Linked DNA regions of Sus scrofa: region 1 is linked to region 2. The links are chromatin contacts, called in public promoter capture Hi-C maps. All regions are on one chromosome and are shown on one strand. Each heading gives the region's core, a stretch centred on a gene start, on an enhancer-like site or on the middle of the called end of the contact. The rest is flanking DNA. Distances are from core to core; before and after follow the strand shown. Region 1 holds the start of MYOM3 (myomesin-3). Region 2 holds the start of PNRC2 (proline rich nuclear receptor coactivator 2).

Region 1 (3,249 bases), core at 17-2,516, 140 kb before region 2:
TACTGTGTGTTCCCTGTGTTGCACAATATAGCCTTATAGTTTATTTGTTTTATATATAGTAGGTCATACCTCTTAATCCCCTACCCCTATCTTGCCCATTCCCCCTTCCCTTTTCCTACTGGTAACCACATGTTTGTTCTCAGTATCTAGGAGTTTGTTTCTTTTTCGTTATATTCTCTAGTTTGTGGTATTTTTTCAATTCCACATATAAGTGATATCATACAGTATTTGTCTTTCTCTGACGCATTTCCCTTAGCATAATACCCTCCAAATCCATCCATGTTGTTGCAAAAGCCAAAATTTCACTCTTTGTTATGACTGAGTAGTATTCCATTGTGTCTGTATGTGTGTATGTGTGTATTGATCACATCTTCTTTATCCATCCATCTATTGATAGACACTTATGTTGCTCCCTTATCTTGGCAACTATAAATAATGCTGCTATGAACACTGGGATGCATGAATCTTTTTGATTTAATTTTCTCTCTCTCTCTCTCTCTCTCTCTTTTTTTTTTTTTTTTTTTTTTTTTTGCTATATACCCAGGAGTGGAATTGCTGGGTCATAGGGGAGTTCTAGTCCTAGCTTTTTGAGAAATCTCCATATTATGTGGCTGCACTAATTTACATTCCCACCAGCAGTGTACAAGGAATCCCTTTCAGGAGTCTGAGATTTGAGCTGAAGAATTCATCTGTGTGTTCTCTCTCTTTCTCTCTCTCTCTCCTGAGGAGTCCCCAGAGCACTAAGAAGAATGATAGGCACAGTGGTCCTGGCCCCCTGAGGCCCCAGGAAGAGGCCAGGAGCTGTGTCTCTGGACTGGAGCTGGGACAGCCCCCCCCACACACACCTGCTCATCCTCTGAGACCTGGCTCAGGTGTACCTGCCTGATCACCCCTGGTTGTAAGAGCCTGTCTCCCCATCTAGATTAGGATTTCTCCTGTGTCAGAGGTCTTTTCCTCTCTGCATCTTCAGTGTCCACCAGGCCGGGGTATGAATGTGAAAGGAAGGAATTGAAATGGGAGACGGGGGTGGGAGGAGTGGGGGGCAAAGATCAGGACGAAAGTTCCCACAGGGGCCACTCCAGATGCCTGAGAACTTTGGACAATGAGGAAGGAAACGACTTCTCCTCTCCTGCCTGTGACACCCCCTCCACAGGGGCAGGGGCAGGGGCTGGTCAGTCGCTGCTGGACATGGGTGTGCAGAGAGATGAGAAGAAACCTGCTTCCATTCTAGCCCGTGATGACTTATGAGCACTAAAGACCCATGTTTAGGTCATACCCCTTCCATGTCTCCATGAAGTCTGGGGGCCCAGCCTCACTGTCTCTATTTTCAGAAGGGGAATCAGATCAGAGAAGCTCAGTGTCTTCCCCAGAGCACCTGTCCGTTGGGGGAGAATTCAGATCAGAACTCTCAGCCACCAAGAAAACCACCCCGATCTGTTCTCCGTACAGCCAGGCCTGAGCACCCACCTTCTTTCCACTGTAATTGGGGAGGGGGCTCTTTTTAGGCAGGAGGGGTGGAGCTGAGGGGAGGAGCTGTCTGCGGGAGGTGGGTGGGGTGCGGGCAGCTCCACCTGTCGCTGCCGCCTGGGCAACGCTGGACCCAAGGAATGGCCCCTCCCCTCCGTTCCCCCCCCCCCCATAGTTCTCATCCATTGTCATCACACTGTCTCGGCACTGCTATATTTAAGGCCCGTGCAGGCTCCGGGATCACATTCTTCTTCCAGTCCCCGCCGAGCCCAGGGCAAGAGGAAACCCAGGACCCTCTCATCCTCTGAAAACTTCTCCCCAGAGACACCTAAGTAGACACAGCTGCTTCTGTGAGTCGCCTCCAGGGACGGTGCGGGAGGGGGTGCGGGGGGGGGGGTGGGTAGGAGGGGGATCTCCAAAGAGTGAAGACCTCAACTTTCCACTGGGAAGTGTGTGTGTGTGTGTGTGTGTGTGTGTGTGTGTGTGTTATATGTGTGTTGGGAAAGGATCCTGGGAGATTTGGAAAGAAAAAAGTAGACATATTTGGGCATTACCCCAAGTGGAAATGGAGGGAAATTCTAGAAAAAACAAAATCTCTGCCCCATCTCCCTATTCGATGAGGCCCTGGGTCTTCTGAGCTGAGCTTCTGTGATGTGAAAGCTACATTAAAAAAAAAAAAAAAAAAAAAAAAAAAAACAAGCCATTGAGGGATGCCCTGGGAAGTGGAGGCTTTCCTGCAGGAATTAGGAATCAGCAGGGACCAGAGTGGGCTGGCAGCTCTAGCAAACCTAGAGCACTGCTGGTGGAGCCCGGCTTGGCCTGCCCGGCAGGCAGGGGATGGGAGCAAGCCCGCAGGGCCAGGAGGGCTCTCATCCAGCCTGGGCTCATGGGCAGGAAACCGAGGCCCGGCAGGAAAGGCGCTGCCTCACTTCCTCAGCGGCCTCAGAAGCTGGTGGAACCGCTAAGCACACACCTCGGCCTGCCCGGACCCCTTGCATGGCTGTGTCCCAGCTCCCGCCCACAGCACCCAGCTCAGGGCTCTGAGTCACTCTGGCCCTGTGAGCTTCCCTTCCCCTCTGGAGGAGGAAGGAGGAGCAGAAGAGGCCTCCTGCCCCTTCTCACCGGGGGTGCTGTCAGGGGGCCAGTGGAAAACAACCTGAGGCTTGGGAGGGGAGGGGAGCAGTGGGGAGTGCCCAGGGCCTTGCACCCTCAGGGGGAAGGCCAGAGGGATGGTTCCCCTCCTGGCCCCCATACCGTCAAGCCCTCCCCGGTGGCCAGGCACACACAGTGTTCTGGAAAGAGGACGGGGAAGCTCCGATCTTCTCACTGCTTAATCCCAAGCCTCAGCCAGTGCTTTAAAAAGAATCGATGGCTCATCCGCTAAAGCCAGGGGTCTGGTTGCGGGCAGCGCAGGAGGTCAGGGATGAGCGCCAGGCCTGCCCCGCTGTGCTAATCAGGAACGGAGCAGGGAGCCAGCAGCTGGCGCCAGGGGACGTTAGCCTTAGCTGCCTCACCAGGGCCCCACGTCCCAGGAAAGCAGGGGCCTCTCCCACCCAAGGTGCTGGAAACTCTTTTCTTAGGCTGCAAGGAGGAGGGGGCAGAGAGAGCAGGCTGGTCATTCTTTGGGTGCAGGCAGCCCTTCTTCCTTGGGAGGGGCCAGATGGGAAGCCCAAGGGGTGACCATCCCCTTATGTTCAGCCAAGGTCATTGCAGGAAGCCAAGGAAGCTTCTCAGGCAGCCCTTGATCCCTGCTGACACTCTGCAGTAACCCAGTCCCCCTTG
Region 2 (3,045 bases), core at 486-2,985:
ATGCAGCTGCTGATGAATTGTAAGTATGTCCTCTTTCCTTTTTCTTATGAACAATCTTCATCTGGGAATTCTGATCCTTGGTCTTCTGTCTATTAAGCTGTTGTTGGTTCTTACTAACATTTCTAGATTGAGGGGCTGGAATGTTATACCTCTCTCCACCACCCATCTTCAGCTTCTTTGTCACCTGTAAGCAAATGGAAACAAAATGCTAAGTAAAATTCCACTTAAGATAGTTTAAAACTTTAAAAAAACTTCAGTAGTCACAACTTGTAACCCCAGAAACCTTGGTGAAGACTCAAAGATGTGCTATTCAGCTGCTTTTTACTTAATTACAATGCCCACACTTCATATGCACAGCCTTTGTTACTTCTTGAGAAAAATGAACTTACAAATTGGTATGATCCTCTACTTAAACAGTTTAGGATGAGTCCATAAAAATGTCTGCCCCATTTCAACATGAAGTCTTGGATACCTTTCAGTCTGCTTTTCAGATTGCAGGATTTCCACCACCTGTCCTCTTCCTTGCCGCCAAGCCCAGGATAAGAGATGTTGCTTTCTGACAGATCCTTTCCTTTGTCTCAATACAGAAGTTTTCATGGGCCGATCTGCTGAGTTCAGCCTAGGAACTGAGGCCAACATCTGAGTCTCCTCAGCACACAACCTTGAGAGAAGTCCTAGCTAAAAAGCAAAGATTTCTAAATTATTTCACGTGTTAAACAGGAGAAAGCGATCATTTATTATTTGCTACAGAAATAGTTAAATGGCTACTTCCTAATTAAAAGGCAGAAAATAATGTCTCTAAAGATGGCTTTGACCTTAGAACTGTCATCATCTAAGAACTCTTCTAAGCCTTGAGATCCAGGAACTCATAAGGAATTGGGGAAGGGTGTCCGCCAGACCTCTCAATAAGTTGTATCTTTTTTCTAGGAACTTTTCAGATTCTCACACGGATTCTGTGACCAAAACCAGTCAAACCACAGAAGCATTAACTTTCACAGCCATGCCAAGAAATGGGCTTAAACTGTGTTTCCTAAAGAAGCTATGTTTTTAAAGTCTCACCATTACTTTCCAATCTTTGCACACATTACACATCCGTTTCCACAAAGCCTCCTCTCCAAACAGGTTTACGTGATGCAGCGTTTCCTTTAGTTTTGAACTCTTGACTCCTCCCCATTTTAAAAGAAGTTCCACAAGCCATAACTGAAGTCACTGTCCCATCTAATATGTATGAAAATGCCTATCAGGAACATTAAACATTCAAGATTTCGTTTGCTATTCCAAGAAACCAAGTCACCATATAAATAATAAGCCCTCTTTTTTTTGAAAGAGCGAGAGGCCCTTCCAGACTATTTTAACAGCCCTAAAGAAACTACGAATTCCCGGATCGTGAGTCATTCCCAACAAGAGCCTGGAAAGTTCGGCTCTTCCGATGTGGCTGGGTTTCCGAGCCGCTCCGCGTTGCTCGGGCCCGGCCGGGGAACCCGGTCTTCCCCGCCGCCTGCGCCCGCCGGGCACTGGATCTGACTTCCTACCCCCAACAATGGGGAGCGCGGCCGCCAACATGGCCGCGCCCGCCACTCACCGACTTCAAGCTCGGGACTACGACAGCGGCGGATCCTGCTCGGCGTCGAAGCCCCCCTCCCCTTCCAGGGAGAGACGAGGCACGGAACGAGCGAAGCCAACGGGCACCGACGAGCCTGCTGCAGGCCACCTTAACGTCCCGGCCGACCTCCTCCTTCTGCCTCTACCGACAAAATGGAGGCGACAGTGAGCGCAGAAGCTGGGCCGGGAAGCGCGGCGGCCAATCAAAACACGCTTTCGCGCGGCCCGGCCAATGACACGCGGGCCGCCGCCTGTTGCTGGGGCCCGACGGGGCCGAGGGAGGGGAGGTGGCTGTGGCCGAGGGTTTCAAATACTCCTCGAGAAGAGCATGTCGGGAAAGACCGCTGCGGGCCCCGGCTGCCGCCCTTTCTCGGGCCCCCGAGTGACACCAGCCCCTTCCGGGAGAAGCCCACCAGGCCCCGTCCGACACCCCAAGTCGCGGCCAGCACCAGCCCCTCGCGCCGATTCCAGGGTCCGAGAGCCGCGCGCAAGCGGCTCCGGGGAGAAGGGCGTCGGCCGCCCACTGGAACAGCGGCTTCCTCCCGCGCTGTCCGGCCAGTGGGTCCCGTGGCACTCGGAACCAAGTGGGTTCCGGGCCATGGGGAGTCACTGGAGGGGGCGTTGAGTTCCCGAGTTAAGTTCACTGAGCCGAGTAACCGATCTCTTACACATGGAAGATACTGATCAAAGTTGCTTTCCGAGGCTGGCCCCTGGCCACTTAGTCCAGACACTCCTCCCTCTCTGTTTCTCGGTCACGCCAGCGCCCCAGCTTGCGGTTCCTTCCCGCCCCCCTGGCCCCCAGCCTCGAAATTCTAAGAAGCTACCTCTTCTGTGAAGGCGTTTCCGACGCACGTGCGGGTCAAGTTAATCAGTTCCTCCTTTGTGTCTGACTGGTCTTGAACTTCAATCACACTATGTGGTAGCTACTTGTCCGCGAGTTCCCGCGCACACATCCTCCGGGTGGGGTTGGGCAGGGGGCAAAGCAGGGTTTCGTTTCTCTGAACACAGAGTACGTTGTAAGTGCCCCAAGAAGAGTTTGTTGAGAGGAGAGTTCCCTTACTTATAACCCTTTCTGCAGTGTGTAAATAAAGGGAGGAGAAAAGAGTTAAGTTCGTTTGCCAGTGAGGTGCAGCAAAGAGGAAAAGGACAACTTCTTGGGAATAAATGGATAAGCAACCCAAGGCTCGTATTTTAAAAGAGAACAACAGTTTCTATGAACATAGGAGTTTTTTGGTTTGTTGGTTGGTTTTGCCACCTCATGGGGTCAGATCCAAGCCTTTAACCAGATCCATTAACCCACTGTATCCAGCTGGGGATCCAACCTGCATCCTGGCAATGCAGAGACAGCCTGCCCATCCCCTTGGGCCATAGCAGGAACTCCCTGGGCTTTTTCTGTTGGCCTTGCCCTCTAGTATGTGGAAGTTCCCCTGGCCAAGGATCAAA

The links. Promoter capture Hi-C pulls out the DNA fragments that hold promoters and counts their contacts.
Region 1: a contact with region 2 is called in a promoter capture Hi-C map of fetal skeletal muscle, with 2.8 times the contacts expected there. The contact joins the promoter of MYOM3 here to the promoter of PNRC2 in region 2. A contact is called at or near these places in 2 of 5 promoter capture datasets (fetal skeletal muscle and liver), 2 of 47 Hi-C or Micro-C datasets (embryonic fibroblasts and liver) and 1 of 2 datasets of contacts at active chromatin or transcription factors (skeletal muscle).

The regions. Positions count from the first base shown.
Region 1 is chr6:81,857,523-81,860,771 of Sscrofa11.1, reverse strand. MYOM3 (myomesin-3) reads left to right here and starts at 1,266. Exons shown (of 38, transcript XM_021095533.1): 1 at 1,266-1,479; 2 at 1,689-1,817.
Region 2 is chr6:81,721,616-81,724,660 of Sscrofa11.1, reverse strand. It overlaps PNRC2 (proline rich nuclear receptor coactivator 2), which reads right to left and starts at 1,735. Exons shown (of 3, transcript NM_001244508.1): 1 at 1,583-1,735; 2 at 473-678; 3 at 1-184. The coding sequence starts at 166.